Regions from separate parts of the Mus musculus genome. Here regions 2 and 3 are each linked to region 1. The links are chromatin contacts, called in public Hi-C maps. All regions are on one chromosome and are shown on one strand. Each heading gives the region's core, a stretch centred on a gene start, on an enhancer-like site or on the middle of the called end of the contact. The rest is flanking DNA. Distances are from core to core; before and after follow the strand shown. Region 1 overlaps Rgs5 (regulator of G-protein signaling 5). Region 2 has its middle 24 kb from the start of Gm34624. Region 3 has its middle 25 kb from the start of Gm22114.

What was found. Hi-C and Micro-C count contacts between places; a contact is called where the count stands out from the background.
Region 2: a Hi-C map of the C2C12 cell line shows a contact between it and region 1, with 2.9 times the contacts expected there. The contact joins two enhancer-like sites. A contact is called at or near these places in 17 of 484 Hi-C or Micro-C datasets (3T3-L1-derived adipocytes, the AML12 cell line, the Ba/F3 cell line and 13 more) and 1 of 115 datasets of contacts at active chromatin or transcription factors (cardiomyocytes).
Region 3: a contact with region 1 is called in a Hi-C map of the C2C12 cell line, with 4 times the contacts expected there. The contact joins two enhancer-like sites. A contact is called at or near these places in 1 of 15 datasets of contacts at CTCF or cohesin (the NIH/3T3 cell line), 15 of 484 Hi-C or Micro-C datasets (the 3T3-L1 cell line, the AML12 cell line, the C2C12 cell line and 7 more) and 1 of 115 datasets of contacts at active chromatin or transcription factors (the NIH/3T3 cell line).

The regions. Positions count from the first base shown.
Region 1 is chr1:169,670,622-169,673,436 of GRCm38.p6, forward strand. All of the region lies in intron 1 of Rgs5 (regulator of G-protein signaling 5), which reads left to right. Among named protein-coding and RNA genes, the nearest start is that of Rgs5, 17 kb to the left of the region's middle. Within about 2 kb of position 1,335, at least 30 of the 459 cell types and tissues checked have an H3K27ac peak or open chromatin away from gene starts, as enhancers often do. A contact at or near this core is called in the C2C12 cell line and muscle stem cells, where this site is marked.
Region 2 is chr1:169,553,901-169,556,715 of GRCm38.p6, forward strand. No RefSeq gene overlaps it. Among named protein-coding and RNA genes, the nearest start is that of Gm34624, 24 kb to the left of the region's middle. Within about 2 kb of position 1,346, at least 22 of the 459 cell types and tissues checked have an H3K27ac peak or open chromatin away from gene starts, as enhancers often do. A contact at or near this core is called in the C2C12 cell line and muscle stem cells, where this site is marked.
Region 3 is chr1:169,772,966-169,775,780 of GRCm38.p6, forward strand. No RefSeq gene overlaps it. Among named protein-coding and RNA genes, the nearest start is that of Gm22114, 25 kb to the right of the region's middle. Within about 2 kb of position 1,341, at least 3 of the 459 cell types and tissues checked have an H3K27ac peak or open chromatin away from gene starts, as enhancers often do. A contact at or near this core is called in the C2C12 cell line, where this site is marked.

The sequences.
Region 1 (2,815 bases), core at 85-2,584:
TGTGTGTGTGTTTGTGCGCGAAAACAAGCCCGCGTGTGTGTGTGTGTGTGTGTGTGTGTGTGTGTGCTGGACATGTTTTCATGGGTATTTATTGGGGAGGGAAGATAACACATAGTCTTTTCACCTTTGTGGAAGAAGCCTGCAAGGTTAGCCAGATCCAAGGTTCTTTCTACAGCAATTGTAGCTCATGCCTCTTCATAGCCAGCAGGGGGCATCTGCAACAAAGATTTGGGTTGCCTTGAATTTTACCCTGACCAAGGAAAAAAGATCAAGTCTTTTGGAAACCAGTTTTGAAAATGAGGTCCTACACTCCCCAAACTCCTTGCAGAGAGCCTTTCTTTGTGAGGAGTGTTCTTGAACTGTGTCTGGCGTCTAGACTTAAACCTTCCTGTGTCTACCAGATATGTCCCAAGCACAGGACCCTTACTGCCCCTCTGTCTCTTTAACATGGTGGAATGTAAGTTTTCTCCTTACACCCAGGTTCTCTTCTCATTAAAATAGACCCTATATAAGTGATCTGAATAATTGAATACGTGCACCACTTAAGCCCCGCCCACCAGCTTTTATCTTGTTTTCCATTTTCTTCTCTTTCTTGTTTTTATTTCGGGGGGGCTGGAAATCTACCCAGGCTCTTGCCCATTCTAGGCATGCACTCACCAAGCTTCATCGCCGGCCTCGGCTTCTCACTTCTCTGTCTCCGGTTACTTTAAAGAAAGAAACAGAACTCAGCCACTTTATGGTCCTGGCAGTCATCTGGTGGCTTTATGTGTCTTCAGTCATGCTAGGTGATTGCCATGTTAAGCAGTCAGATTCAGAAGATCCCAGGGAGTTGGTGGGGGTGGCTGAAGATGGTAGCTAACAGGTGTGTGTGTGTGTGTGTGTGTGTGTGTGTGTGTGTGTGTGTGTGTGTGTGTGTATGCATTTCCATAGGAATTTATTGTTTTTTTAGGAAGCAAGAACACACATCATCTCTTCATTCTTGTGTCCCATCAGTATTTTCTAACGATGGGGAAATGCCTACTATGTAGTTTCCTGTGTGCAATGAGCCCTTTGGAGTTGTTCCAGACACTACCAGGGCCAGAAACACCATCTTAATCCTTGAAACATCTAGAGTCAGAGCCTCTCTATCGGCTCTCAATCAAGTTCTCTTGAATATAGTTCTATTTCAAAAAAAAAATTCATCCAGCCATACTTCTGTTTGTAGTGTCCTGGTGCTGGCCTTGCACACATACATCTAAAGGTTAAAACTTGCATCCAGTCTATTCGCTGGCAGGAAAGACTAAGATGGTCTGTGGCTTTCTGGGATTTCTATCCCCTGGCCAACATCCCACACAGGGAACAGATTTTACCATTGCACAAGGCTACTACTATTCAGACCTTTGCAGCTTGAAAAGTGTGACTCATCTCCAGAATTCTCTCCCTCTGATTAAATGCTCCACCGGGCATTTCCAATTGATTTTATTTCAAAACAAGTTTTCTTTTTCCTTGTAACACAAAAGGATAACAGACCCAAGGAGACACAAATCATTTGGTGTTAATCAGCATTAATGTAATTTAGCCAGAGGGAAGGGCCTAGTGTGCAGTCGAAGAAAGCGAGGGACCATAGCTGATGTGGTAAACACATTAGAAAGTTCTCCTCTCCAGATAGAGATGATTTTGAAATTCAATTAATGTCAGATACGCTCAAGTTTATCTAGAAACGGGAAACGAATTTGGTGAGTTTGAACCTCTTTGGCTTTCCCATTGATTTGTACTATTCCCACACTGTGTGAGGCTCTGACAGGAAGGAAGGCAATGGAGGGTGAAGCTCTTTTCTGGGAACTCTTGAGAGCCATGCAGTAATTCTGTGGGGTTTTTTTTCTTTCTTTTTCTTTTTGGAGGGTTTTGCTTGCTTGCTTGCTTGCTTTGTTCTTGTGAGGCTGCCAAGTATTCAGACTGGCTGGAACCTTATCACTGGTTATTTTCATTGGTTACTGCTTGGTGAGAGTGAATGCAATCTTACTCATCGTACTCATCCTTCTCTTCAGGATTACAAATGAATAAGTAGGTCAGTTCCTGATGAGCTTTCAATGTCTTCTTCTTCAGCCTATATATACTAGGCCAGGGACAAAGCCTCAGCAACAGAGTTCTCCCAAGCACACTGTTCCCTCTTTCTTGCATTCCCAAGGCCAAGAGGAAGAGAATACCTGGTGTTCTGGTATAGGTATCAGCTCTGAGAAGAGGAACACACGTGTATGCATGCTTGTATCTGTGTGTATACACAAACACACACATAAGTGTATATATTATAAGTATTATATATCTCATGATGTCTATGGAGCAAAGGATAACTTTAAAGTTCTCATCTATCCACCTTTGCGTCCTATATGGTGGGATTATAGGTCTTTGTCACTATGCCCAGTTTATGCAGTTCTGAAGGTCAAACCCAGGGCATCTTACACACCAGGTAAACAACCAATTGAGGCTCATCATCAGAACATGATTTTTCAAAAAATAAGTGATGTTATAAGTAGTACGTCTTTTCTAGATCACATAACACACACAAATGGCCACTGGACAATTGATATAGATAAAATGTCTCTAGAGTTTTGTTTCACTCGTGTGTGTGTGTGTGTGTGTGTGTGTGTGTGTGTGTGTGTGTGTATACCATCTTAGGAAATGAGTGATCATTTATAAACAATCCTTATGGTAAAATGCATCGATAAATGGACAGATAAAGACAATTTGATCCAACCCAAGTTAATAAAATAGTTGGCCTCCTCTTTACATGGAAACATTTTTTTTGAAGAGCCCTTTCTCTACCTTTAACTCTTTC
Region 2 (2,815 bases), core at 96-2,595, 120 kb before region 1:
TCAGTAGGCTAAGGTTTCACAGAGCTGGCGGTGCTAGCCTCAAGATGAGCACATAACCACACAGGTACAACATGTACACCCTCTCTCCTTCTGCTTCTAGAGCTCTCCTGGCAGGCTTCTGGTTTTCAAAAGGTCTAGTGGTGATGAGGTCTGTAATTGAATATCAGCTAGTCCTGAGACTGGAAGAAAGTCTTTGGAAATCTTAAAATTAAAAAAAAAAATCAATCTTAGAACTAGAATTTGGGGCGAATGACTGCTCTCATCAGACTATCTCTAATTAACAGTGATCTCAGATCACTTGGGTCATTCGTATGATGCCACCATCCCAGATCAGAAGTACACATTTGAAAGGCTTTCTTCAAAATATGATAAGGGGGTTGCCAGATAAAAGACAGGACTGGTGAGATTTCAATTGCAGGTAAAGCATGAAGATTTTCAATATAATAATGTTCCATTCCAAGTGGTATTTGAATTGTAAAATCTCAAAATATTATCCTTGTGTGTTCTGTATCCAAAATTAAAAGTTGACTATGCATTCCTAAAACTTTGTAAGTCTGGTATCCTCACTTCTGTATCCGCTTTCCTTTGGAAGGTAGGTACCGGAAAATGAAACTCTGAGTCACCCAAAGATCTCCAGAGCCAAATGAAACTCACACACGAATAAGGACTTTACAGGGTGAAAGGGAAGCCTTTGTAAGAACTATACGGAGAGACTGCTGTGAAACTTCACAGGAAGCTATTAAGAGCTACAAAAGCAAGAGGAATCTCCACTGGGCTGAGAAAGATGGGGAGGTTGAGACAGTGTGTGGAAGAGAGTGTGTGTGGAGGGGTTGATGTTACTCCAGAGAGCGCATGGCTGAAGAGAGGTGGTGGGAAAAGCAAAGGCAGAAGACAGCTGCTATTCAGTTTGACTCTGACCTATGTGGGTGAGGAACAGCAGAGAAAAGACTGGAAAGCTAAGGCAACCAAGAAATTGGAAAGGTAAGTGAGGCTCTAACCAAGAGAGCCAGGTCAGAGCTACAAGGACTGGAAATGGAAGCTTTGATGGGACAAGGAGTTTGACTTGGTGGTTTTTTTGATCCTTGATGAAATTGCACCCTGCTATAACAAGGAGAGGATCAAGATCTCCCCTACCTACCAACCTCTAAGGAAACTTCAGGCCATTCGTGCTGTCTTTAACATACATCTCAAGAAATATGATAAAGAAAATCATCTTTTAGGTGTAAAAAGAGCCTGAGTTCAAATCACATGCCACACCCCCATGATGTCATTTCCTGTCTCTGAACTGCAATTAACCTCATACGTAAAAGAGACTAGCAATGCTGGAGAGTATGAGTAACTTTTGGCACACAGGGGAGACTCACTACGAAACCAGGTCAGTTACCATTTTAATAATTACTCAGTCCCTTTAAGCCACTAGAGATTCTTACTTTATGTAATGAGTGTATTCTTAATAGGTAAAAAACTTTGTTTCCAAATACTCACATTAGTCTTTATAAGGAAGCGATGTTTAGGAGGGGAATGTAGCTCAGTGGTAGATATGTGTTCAGCATGCCTCGGGCCTGGGTTACATCCCAGCACCATAATGACAAAAATAAATGGAAAGAAGGGGCAAGGGGGCTGGGCACAGAGAGGAGGAGAGGAGAGCTTTTGAATGAAGAACCCCATATCTTTTTGAACTAAAAACAAAAACAAAACCAGCAAATTAGAAGTAAATATTTGGAATATTTGATCCAGATAATTTCCTTACATAGATTTGCTCAACACTAAAGACAACTGGATTTCCTTCCTAACTGGAAACCCTCACAGTCAGACTAGAGGACCCAAGAGGACCTTGTGCCTTTGCTTCATTCTGAAGGGAAACTCAGAACGTGATTATCATGGTCTGACTAAACCCTCTAAAAGCTGCAGCCAACTGGTGACTCAGAGTTCAACACATGCTGAACACTTGATGAGTTTAGCTGAACACTTGGCCTCAGGACCTGGGAAAGCCAAAATGATAAGCAGATAGTCACCGCATAGACTATTCTTTGTAAACACTCATCCTGGGGTCTGGAGGGATAGCTCAATGATTAAGAGGACTTGTTGTTTTCCAAAGTAGCCAAGTTTGGTTCCCCTATGGTGATTCAGTCATCTATAACTCAAGTTCTAGAGGATTTGATGCTCTCTTCTGGTCTCTGCAGGCACCAGACACCACACACCACACACATGTGGCACACACTTCATACATGCATACAAAACACACACACACACACACACACACACACACACACACAATATTCTGGATAACTGAAATTGTTCCTGGTTTTACTCCTGCCCCAAACTCCACCTCAGTCACCTCCATTTTTTTGTATAAAATAGGCTACAACAACAGAAATGTTGTCCAGTTAGCCAGAATGTTCTGTGCCAAGCCAAAGTCTGAAATCACCAGGGCTCAAATTGTGTTTATAGAGAGTATGTCTCCCTACTTTGGCATTTTTCACCCAAAACTAAGTTGCCAGTACCTGCCTTTATTCATCTCTTCTCCTCAGTGTGCCTTGCTGAATGCATAGAACAGGTTGGCAGCTGAAGAGGAAGTGCCCCTTGCCTTGCCCTTCCCATAGGCTTGCAGTTTGGTTATCCCAGTGCAAGCAGCTTGAGCTGTGTCCTCGCTTGTCCTCACACTTTGGGCCTAAGGTCAGTAGACGTGGGTAGAGCAAAGATGTGACACAGTAGAGTTCTCAGTTACTGCTATAGGGTAGGTGTATGATTCTAGCTGTCCCAGAAGACTGAATCTTCAGGTGTTCGCTTGGGTATCATTGTTTTTTGCACTGCT
Region 3 (2,815 bases), core at 91-2,590, 100 kb after region 1:
GTTTTTGGTTTGTTTTTTTTTTTTGATACAGGGTTTCTCTGTATAGCCCTGGCTTGAAACAGGGTTTCTCTGTATAGCCCTGGCTGTCCTGGAACTCACTCTGTAGACCAGGCTGGCCTCGAGCTCAGAAATCTGTCTGCCTCTGCCTCCCAAGTGCTGGGATTAAAGGTGTGTACCACCGCCCAGCTGAGTGCCCTCATCTTATACCAAGTATTTAAGTCTGTTTTGATTCTAATCCAAAGGAAGGTAGCAACAAGTGTTTACTGGGAAATGGAACCTAATTGAAAAGTGCAAAGCATTCCAGGAGAGTGATGGAGATCATTCCCTCCACCAGCAAACCAAAATGGAGAATGTGTTAAAACAACTCCTTCCAGTCTTTCCCTGTACTGATCCAAAGTTTGAAATATCAAGGAAGATATTTGCTTCCAACGTGCCCTCGCTGTTAGTCCTCTCTGTCTGCCGTATTTTCGTAAAAGAATGTAAAGAGGAATGGAGGTATCATCTGAAGGCTAATAAAATGGTACCAACCCCATTCATTTGGTCACCTATTCTATTCTGAAGTTTGTCACTGTTGCCAGGAAGTGATAAATTAATTACTTACTTAATTAATTCAGATGCAACTAAAAGCAATGGAATGCAATGTTCCTTTTTGCACATTTTCCTCTCTCCTTCCATGGACTCTTCCCCAATTCAGTCACCTAAAACAAAGGTAAACTCCCCTCTTCCCTCTCCTGGCTTGTTTGATTTTTATTAGCAGCACATATATAGTTCTTTCTATTATTTCTTGCATGACTTTCTCATCATTGAATTATTAACTAATAGGACAACAGCTGGTTTTATGCTTTGGATCCTCCATGCATTGGTGTGTAATGGATTTCCAGTGACTCTAGTAGTGACAGATGGATAGGAATAGTAGTGATGGGGACATCATTGTGTATGAAATGGCCTCAAATCACTGCTCTTGAAAATGTCCCTTACCTTTCCTGTTTGGCAAATACCTGTTCATCTTTCAGGACTCAGCTTAAGCCCTTTGTCTTCCTCTGGTGCCATTCTGTATCCTCCATACTCAGTGGCCCTGGGTGAGTTATGATACAATGATGCTTTATTCAAAAGCCTTTTGGAAAAAATACTTGAATTTGTATAATTAATTAGAAGTTACAGCTAGATTGTGTGTGTGTGTGTGTGTGTGTGTGTGTGTGTGTGTGTGTGTGTGTTTATGGTATGGTATATGTGAAGGAAATGCATGCATATGAATCCATGCACACCCATACAGAGGCCAGAGGAAGATGGAGGGTGTCAATTGTCTCCCTGGGGTTACAAGTATGTGGCACTATGTCTGGCCTTTTTGTGGTTCCTGGGTGACAAACTCATGTTCTCATGCTTTCTGGCCATGCCCTCTACCCGCTGAGCTCGTGAGCCTGGAACTTTCTTCTTTTTTACATTACTATGGAGTTGTTCTGTCTGCTATGAGAAGGCAAAGCTTTCTTGGTGCGTGCAGTTCCTTGATAATAACACATCCTAAAATGAAGATGTCTACATCTAAACTTCCATAATATGAACAACGGAGAATGCAGTGCCCCTGTTAGAGACAAGTCACAATATCAGGGAAGGAAAGATGATTCATGGTGCTCACTCATCCTCTGCCCTGGAGTGATGCTGTTGTGGAGCCGGCCCGTCTGTGTCACCACACCAGTTGGAAAGAATCACATTTCCTGAGAACCATAATAACTGTCGCTTACTGCATACCCACTATGCTCACGCGCTGTCCCAAGAATTTTAAATGTATTATCTCTACCTCTACTCACCATCTAGTCTCATAAATAATAGTTCCTCGTGTAAAGACACAACAACAACGAATCAGTGGTAAGGTTATAAACTGAACTATAAACTGCAGTAGACATTAATGTGCATATGAATCCGTATGTCCAGATGTCTGAGGAAGGGCACCCAGGGGATGAGCTGAGCACAAAGTCTTGGCATTTAAATTTTTGATGGTGCCTTCTGAATGAAGGGTTGTGTAAAGTCAACACACTCCAGTGAGTTGAGCTTGATTTTTTCCCACAGACCCTGTTAATATTGTGTATTGTGTCTAAATTGTATACTTCAGTGTTCCCAAGTAGACAGGGAAGATGATACCTGTACTGGCTGGATTTGTGTGTCAACTTGTGACAGGCTGGTGTTATCACAGAGAAAGGAGCTTCAATTGGGGAAGTGCCTCCATGCCATGAGATCCAGCTGTGAGGTATTTTCTCAATTAGTGATCAAGGGTGGGTGGGCCCCTTGTGGGTGGTGCCATCCCTGGGCTGGTAGTCTTGGGTTCTATAAGAGATCAGGCTGAGCAAGCCAGAGGAAGCAAACCAGTAAGTAACATCCCTCCATGGCCTCTGCATCAGCTCCTGGTTCCTGACCTGCTTGAGTTCCAGTACTGATTCCCTTTAGTGATGTACAGCAGTTTGGAGGTGTAAGCTAAATAAACCTTTTCCTCCCCACCTTGCTTCTTGGTTATGATGTTTTGTCCAGGAATAAAAACCCTGACTAAGTGTGATTGTCTGTATATTCTTGGACCAGGGAGTGGCACCATCTAAAGGTGTGGCCTTGTTGGAATAGGTGTGACCTGGTTGGAATAGGTGTGTCACTGTGTGTGTGGGCTTAAGACTCTCACCCCAGTTGCCTGGAAGTCAGTCTTCCACTAGCAGCCTTTGGATGAAAATGTAGAACTCTCAGCTCTGCCTGTGCCATGCCTGCCTGGATACTGCCATGCTCTCACCTTGATGATAATGGACTGAACCTCTGAACCTGTAAGCCAGCCCCAAGT